2 separate regions of the Zea mays genome follow, and region 1 is linked to region 2. Evidence: chromatin contacts called from public Hi-C data. All regions are on one chromosome and are shown on one strand. The core of a region is the stretch at or near the end of the contact, and the rest is flanking DNA. Distances in the headings are between cores, read along the strand shown. Region 1 holds the start of LOC606463 (alkaline alpha galactosidase 1). Region 2 has its middle 50 kb from the start of LOC103632117.

What was found. Hi-C and Micro-C count contacts between places; a contact is called where the count stands out from the background.
Region 1: a Hi-C map of ear shows a contact between it and region 2, with 3 times the contacts expected there. The contact joins the promoter of LOC606463 here to the enhancer-like site in region 2. A contact is called at or near these places in 6 of 25 Hi-C or Micro-C datasets (ear, endosperm, leaf and 1 more).

The regions. Positions count from the first base shown.
Region 1 is chr7:19,578,282-19,582,550 of Zm-B73-REFERENCE-NAM-5.0, reverse strand. It overlaps LOC606463 (alkaline alpha galactosidase 1), which reads right to left and starts at 1,995. Exons shown (of 7, transcript NM_001154078.2): 1 at 1,511-1,995; 2 at 1,042-1,280; 3 at 717-948; 4 at 517-627; 5 at 1-415. The coding sequence starts at 1,701.
Region 2 is chr7:19,503,883-19,507,942 of Zm-B73-REFERENCE-NAM-5.0, reverse strand. No RefSeq gene overlaps it. Among protein-coding and RNA genes, the nearest start is that of LOC103632117, 50 kb to the right of the region's middle. Within about 2 kb of position 2,297, at least 11 of the 20 cell types and tissues checked have an H3K27ac peak or open chromatin away from gene starts, as enhancers often do. A contact at or near this core is called in ear, endosperm and leaf, where this site is marked.

The DNA of each region.
Region 1 (4,269 bases), core at 746-3,245, 75 kb before region 2:
CGTCTCGATGATGTTCTGCACGTCCACCTTGACGCCGTCGACGCCGCAGGAGGCGAGGTACGCGTGGAGCTCGCCGTAGAAGTCCCGCACCCGGCGCGGGTGCACCAGGCCCAGCCCCAGGACGGACAGCGAGTCCATGACGATGTCCGGCTGGTTGCCCGTCACGCCCGGGGACTGCACGGGGTACGCCAGCGCCGGCTCGTAGCGCTCCATCGCCGTCCCCGCCGTCGGCGTCACGCCGCCCCAGTACCCGGCCATGGCGTGCCACACGTACACCTGCTTCACGCCGTGCGCGTCCTTGGTCTCGGCCACCAGTCGCTTCAGCCCGCCCGGCGCCTGCTCGCCGTCGCCGTCGCCGTCGGGCTTGGTCTGGAACTTGGTGTTCTCCTTGATCCCGGTCAGCCGGCTGGCGAATCTGGAAGCGATCAACCAGTTTTGGTGAGCGTCTGGAAACTGCGGCGGGCTGGCAGCCAGCCATGATTGATCAGAGAAATGCGATGCGTGCAATGCACGTACTGCGCGCCCTCCTGGACGGCGACGTTGGGGTCGGGCTTGTTCTCGGAGGCGATCTGCTGCCAGCCGTCGTCGATGATGAGGAACCGCGGCGGCGCGCCGCCCTTGGACAGGCTGCAAAAGCAGAGGAGAGTTGCCGCGTCAGGACGGCACGTTGGCACGGAGGAGTCACTGACACGCAAGAGCGGACAGAGCGCGCGTACCTCTGAAGGCCGTGTTTGACGCCGTCGGCGGTGACGTCGGTGTAGAAGGCGTCCCAGGTGCACCAGCCGAACCAGTCGAGGAACGACGGCAGCTTCTTCTTGTCGCGGTGGTGGAACGTCTGCAGGTGCTTCTCCACCGCCTTGACGGCGGCGGTGACGGTGTCGAAGGGGTTGTCGCCGGCGTGGAGGTACACCATGTGCGCGGCCTGGTCCGTCTGCACCGCCTTGTCCCCTGCAGGGATGAGGATGACCATCCGGTGATCGTCATCGGTCGAGTCGAGCTGAGCTGCTATCTCATCCGGTGATCATGGAAGGAACGGATTACCGCTCTCGATGCAGATCTGCAGCTCGTCGCGGTCGTTCCCCTGCAGCGCTGCCCGAAACTGCCCCTCCAGCAGCGGAAGCATCACCACGTACGCGGGGGCGTCGTCGCCGTCGCCGTCACTGGCAGGGACCTCGACGAGCATGAACTGGGTCTCCAGAGGGACGTCGCGGCCGGAGACGCCCATCCGCTGCGTCATCCACCACAGCTTGAACCGGAACAGGCACAGGAACCGGCAGTCCCTGATCGGCGCCACGAATTATTTGTTTATTTATTTCATAAATCTACCCTTGTTTCAATCTCATCACCAGCTTGAAACGCAAAAGGTTACGTACTTGAAAATCTTCCTGGACTAAAAAACGAAAATTCCGATTCTAGACGTTTCGCATGAAAAAACCAGCCTCATTTCTTATCGCGGAAGGAAATACTCGAGAAGAGGGGGTCGGTCGATTGATGGGGAACGACTACTCACCGGAGCGTGCCGAAGGTGAAGACGTGGTGGCTCTTGGCCTCGCCGGCGTGGGCGCCGACGAAGGCCCCGTCGACGAGCCCCGCCCCGGCCGCGTGCGCCGCCGACACGTTGTCCGGCACGCCGGTGAGCACCGTACGGCCGCGCACCGTCAGCCGCCCGTCGCTCACCGTGATCCGTGGCGTCACCGTCATCTTCCTCCTTCCCGCTGATTATAACAGAGCAGTAGTACTATATCGAAATCGATAGACCACACACGACTGGTTAACCTAAGATAGCTGCAGACCGAGCACCCTCTGCAATGCGCGCAAGAAGTGAAGAATCAAATCACCGACCAAGATTAAGCGAAGAGAAGAGACGTAGGAGGACTAGCAGAGGTAAGGTGCTTCGCGTGAGGGTAATTAAGTCACTAACAATGGTAATACAACTAGCACTAATTAAACTACTCGGTAATGGTGCCCCTGCCCCCTGGACTCGGAGGGAGATGCTGGCGGGAGGAGGTAGCCGGGCGGCGAGGGGTTTATATACTCGCAGGGGACGGGAGGGGCGGGGTGACGTGGCGGGACACGTCGCGCGTGGATTTACTGCCGGTGACGCCATCGCGGTGAAACACCCTTGTACAGCTCGCCCGGAGAAGAAGAATCTAGAGTTCTTTGTCTTGTGCGGAGAAGAATTTTGATTGGTAGATGGTGCATGTGAGTATGTGACTGCCATTCTCCACAGTCCCTATGCTAGTCCAAGTTCAGTGCATGTGCATTCCTTGGCATGGGACAAAACTAAAGTTTTTAGACATATGTAGAGTAGACGAGCATCAGGGCAACGGAAATGGGTTTTGCTTTCTGAATGTGTCGCTTATATTAGTAAGAGTACCGAGAGTTCCTTTAATTTAGATTCCTGAAAATCTGATTATAATTGTAAACTGATAATTATGAAAAAACTATAATTTATTTGGTTAAAATAACTCTCAACTATAGATTCTATAAGACAATAACGGCGTGTAACATGGATAACAGGAATATGAAAAATCTATAGTAGAAGGTAACTCTGAATTAAATTGGAGAAATCTATTCCACTGCTGTATCTATTTGGTTGACATTCTAATTTTTTTAACAGCGAATCAAGTTCAGAAAGCTAAACAAAACATATCTTAAGTGCCGAAGCGAACTTAAGAAGATATGATTGCCTCATAGATGTATAGATCACTATCGGACACAATTGCTCCCAAAAAACACTTGGCAAACTCTTTGTCGAGTGTTACTTTTGGCAAAGAGGACTCAGTAAACAGTACATCAGCAATGGGTTTTTTGCCGAGTGTCAACGTCTGGCACTCGGCCTAGTTAACTGTCGTCAACTGTAGACGACTGCTGACCGTCCTTTGCCGAACGCCTTGTTTCGCCGAGAGCTTGACGCTCGACAAACTAGCCTTTGCCGAGCGTTGTTATATGCCAAGTGTTTTGCACTCGACAAAAGACTGTCTGTGTCGAGTGTTGTAGTTCACCGAGAGTGGCATTTGGCAAAGCTAATTTTGCCGAGTGTTCGATAAGTTGCTCTCGGCAAAGATCCGTGCACTGGTAAAATGTCGGATTTTGGTAGTAGATATCAGGTGATAAGAATATATATAAGATAAAATTTTATTTATTATCCTCTAAAGTAAATATCCATTCGTCCTGACCTCATTCACGGGTGCTATAAAGTTAAATCCCACTATTCGTATCAGTTCATCCAAACATACACATTTTAAATCAAATAACGTTTTGACAAAATTCAGTGTACATCGAGACACTAAACATCAATCAACTACCGTATTTAAAAATTATTCCATCCAGCGTTCATTTAAACGGCTAAACAGTCGTTCAAAAAAAAAGAACGGAATTCTCACTTCGTGAGTGATCAAATAATCCTAAATCTTATTAAGTTTATAGAAAAACTATTAATATTTACAATACATAAAAGGTATATCAATAGATTAATTATGGGCATTTTAAAAATAAATATATGTAAGTATATAGGAGTTGGTACTGTTTTTTTAGTAAACTTAGTTAGATTTTAAACTATTTTATGTTTCAAGAATCGAGATATATATTTTTCGTGGATTGAGGGACTACAATAGATGATTGAATAGATGCTGACTATTTAAACGAACAAGGCGAAATTACGCTTTAGTTTTTCTTTCGTATCGATGTCTGCACGGTGCCAAGCACATCATTTCCTTATTCTCTGCCGGCTAGAATACTCCATAACCGATATATTGTTTTCTTGTGCGTAACTCACAACGACCCAAAATAAATAAGTATTGTTCTCGTTTTTATAAATTAAAAACTTTTAATTTCGACCAAATATATATAATATTAATAATTTAAGTACATAATTTATACTATCAAATTCGTTGAGTCTACTATATATAAAATATTTAGATAATATTACCATTATTTTTTAATTTTAAGAAAACTTAACAGCTACTCGCAGACAAGGGAAGATGAGAACACGTTGCTGTTGCATTCCCTAGAGGCTAGGGGCCAGGCTGATAGGTGTACTATAGTCTACAAAGTTTCTATACAGTAGCTGGCTGATTGACGGCTGCTTTACATCTACTAGATATTTTAAAATATTTTAATATTTAATTTAATTTATAAATATTATAGTAGACTTTTGTAATTTAGATATTTTTCATTTTTTGTTGCAGTGAGAAAATAATGTATAAAAATTATACATAATTTTATTCTTGCCATTCATAATATGCTTAACAACACGACTAAATATTA
Region 2 (4,060 bases), core at 1,048-3,547:
CTGCTCGCCTGCCTTCGCTCGTTCGTACGTCGCACGTTCGTACGTTTCTCCCTCCTCCCTCGTTGGAAGGCCCTGGACATCCCCTTTTATAGATACAAGGAGATGCCCAGCTGTACAATGGGGGTGTTGCTATGAGCTAACGTGGCTGGCGGAGAATTGCCTTGAGCCCTGTACATGTACTAACGTGGCCGTCGGAGAAGTGCCTTGAGTCCTATAGAAGCATAGCTGGCGGTGCGGCATGGATGCTGCTGACGTTCCCCTGCTTCCGTAGGAGGTTGGGAGTAATCCGACGTCATGGGCGCACGCGGGGAACCATCATTACCTGTTACCGGAGTAACCTTAGATGGGACACCGGTCTTGTTCCTTCATAGCCTGAGGTAGCTAGCTAGGAGTAGGGTAATGATGTATCCCCTGTAGCATAGTCGGTCCGAGGCCGAGGTCGGGTGAGGCGGCGACTCCTCCGAGGCCAAGGATGAGGTCGGGCGAGGCAGAGTCCTTCTCCCGAGGCCGAAGCTGAAGCCGAGGCCTGGGGTCGGGCGAGGCGGAGCTCTCTGTTGCGCTCGAGGCCGAACTCGGGAAAGGCCGTGACTGTTGTTAGTCTTTCCCTGGTGGCTGGCACAGTTGCCGGAGCGGGGTGAACAGTGCTGTTTTCCTGTCAGAACAGTCAGTAAAGGGGTGAAGTGACTGCGGTCACTTCGACCTTGCCGACTGTGGCGCGCGTGTCAGGATAAGGTGTCAGGCGATCCCCGTATTAAATGTGCATGTGATACGGTCGGTTGGTAAGGCGATTTGGGCGAGGTCGCTGCACGACAAAGTCTGCCCGAGCTGGGCTTCGGGCGAGCCGAGGGTGCGTCTGCTGACTGAGGGGACCCTCGGTCGAGGCGTGAATCCGTCCGGGACTACCGTCCTTGCCCGAGGCTGGGCTCGGATGAGGTCGCGTCCCTTGTTAGACGAGGCCTGCGCTTTATCAGTCGTTTATGGTTTGTTCTGAAGATGTTTTCCAGCCGGATTAAGGAGCATTGGGGGTACCCCTAATTACGGTCCCCGACAGTGACCGACAAGAGAATGACAACATTAGGAGAAATAGAAAAGGATAAGATCATGGTTGCCAAAGCTTACAACAAGAAGGTCAAGGCTAAATCGTTCCAAGTAGGGGATCTAGTGTGGAAGACCATCTTGCCTCTAAGGAGCAAAGACCAGAAGTTTGGAAAGTGGTCGCTAAGTTGGGAAGGCCCTTACAAGGTAGCACATGTGATGTCCGGTGATGCATACTTATTGCAAACATTACAAGGCAAAGTTTTGCCCAAGGCATTGAGCGGGCGTTTCCTCAAGCAGTGCCATCCTAGTATGTGGCAAGATGCTTAAGAATATCGATGTGATTACATCGAGTTAGTTGCTTTTGGTTCGCTCAGCTCCTCCAAAAGGCAGGGGGCATATGTTGGGCACCCAAAGTGACATGTGGACGGTCCGGCCCCGAGGCCGGACGGTCCGCGCGTGTGTGGAACCAGTTAGGGTTCCACGTTTCTTAATCCTAGGTGTTGTCTAGGCTCGGTAGGTCGACCTAGACTCCTCTAATCGACGTAGAGTCGAAGAGAAGCAGAGAATTTGAGGATTGTAATAAACTAAACTAGGGCTAAACTAGAACTACTCCTAATGCATAAGGTAAAAACGAGAAATAGACTTGATTTGATCGATTGTTGGGGGTTCAATCGGCCGTAGCCCTTCATCTATATAAAGGGAGGTCTGGATCCGCTTTAAACTGTTTTCCGAGTTAATCCCGCGGTTTTAGGTAACAAATCCCGCGAGAAACTAGGAACCCTAACTGACTCTGCGCACGCATAGACCGTCCACGCCACCAACACGGACCGTTCGGGTTGCGGACCATCCGGCCTCAGCTCTTTTCAGTGCTCAACAGGCTCGTTTTCCCGTCTGTTCCCGTGAGAGGATCTTTAGAGGTAACAGTAGGAGTTTCATGAGTAATCATCATAATTTACATCGATTACAAATGTATAGGAGTAGTAATTAAGCTACTAATCGCTTTCGTAAGATTACGGAAATACCAGCTAGCTAGCTATGTGCTGGAAATACGCGGTACACAGGCTAATTGCTTGCCTGCGAAGGAGGCTAAAAATACCGAACCATGAAGAGATACGGTAACGGGAACTGTACTCGACAGGCGGTTGCTTTACTTTAAGAAAAAAAAAACGAAGAAGCGAACACGTCAACGTCAAGTAAACATGTTCAGAGACAGCCAGGATATACAGATGGGCGTTGACTCCCTCCCTCTCCCGGTATATGCAGGTCGCTGGATTGACAGCATGAAACTGGAGCAATTATTATTTCAGAACAGAAACTAATCATCATTATTGCAACTTTGTTGTAGATCAGACTTGACACCTCACGGAAAGAGTATCAGTCTCAGCCAGAGTATGCATAAATATCACACAAGCATGCACTGTCCGATAACGCACGCTGACGCTGCACTCAATCATGCCCTCCTCTTATCATCACCAAGTCGAGTTTATCTCTCCACCCACCTGTACACAAAATGCGTGATATTATGCACCTCGTCCCCTCAACTCTAAAACAGTGAGAACACATCTCACTGCTTGTAATAAAAAAAATCATTTTTTATGTTTTGGTTTATAAGAAGGTATATCTATGATATATAACGAATATTATTTCACTTTTAAATCATACTTTATATTAATAAAGGAAAAAGATCCAGACCAGACAAAATAATAAAATAATAAACAACATACGGTTGGATTAGAACATCAACACGTCAACACCATACAAACTCAACCCGCCAGTTGGATTGTGACATCAACACGGCACAACACTCACCACCTACATAATGCACAAAACAGCCCAGACAACAGAACCCCCCCAACTCATCCAGAGTTATCGTTGCCGAGCTCGACCCAAGGGACAAGCAGCCCCGACTACGCAAGACGAGCCGCACATGGCCAAAGAAAACTCGACGACGCCTACAACCAAACACTGGCACAGAAGAAGGAAGATCGCGGTGCTCCGACGTTGCCAAGCCTCAGCACACCCCACACGAGATAACTCCGATTCTTTAGCAATGAGCTTGAACCTTCTTGCTGCCCCTGTCAGCAGGGGCGGAGCCAGGATTACAATATAAGAGGGACCGACGAATTCATCAATACTATATGGTGAAAAAATATTGTATAATGTTATAAATCTTAAGCACTCGATATTGAATAAGAATTCTAGTTCTTTATAAATTATCTTAGTCCATGAATCCATTTTTTAGCTAATTGATATATTGAACTAAAGTTGTCGTGGTAACAATACCAAAATAATAAAGTTAACCATATTTGGATCCAGTTTTGTAGTCTATGCGGATGTCCCGGTTGCGACATGTGGTTCCGGTGATTGATGTTGTTGGCGCTCATTCTGTTGTTTCGCGTGATCACCTTCTCTGGACTTTGGTTGTGGGGCTATAGAAGTGGCAAGTCAAATAATCGGCGACAATCGATAGCTGTCCAGCCAGATAATAAGATGGATCATAAAGGGGTGAGGTTTAGATATCAACGTCTGCAAACGAATTAGCTTTGACGTCTCATATCATCGATTGGTCATTTAACGAGTATTTTATCTTATATTATGTTTTTTAAACTTTGGTTGACATACTACAACAGAGTTATGGATCATATATTAGCAACTACTATATTATATCTTTGATTAATTATGCTGCACAAAATCTAAATTATATATATTTAGACTACACAAAATTTAAAGTATATGTGTGTGTGCCGCAGCCTTGGGCGGGGCCATGGCCCCTGCTGCCCCCCCCCTTGGCTCCGCCCTTGCCTGTCAGATGCCCGAACCTCCGAAACAATCCAACCCACGAAGAAGGGTCTCTACAGGTGTCATCGTTGCCGAGCTACAACCCCTGATGCAACAACTTCGATTTCACAATGCAAAGCCCTACCTTCACCCGCATACCAGACACCTAGCGGCGAAAGCAACTATAGAAGACGAAGCCTAAGTCCGAGACAAACTTCAATGCGACGCCTTCAGGAAGGAAAGT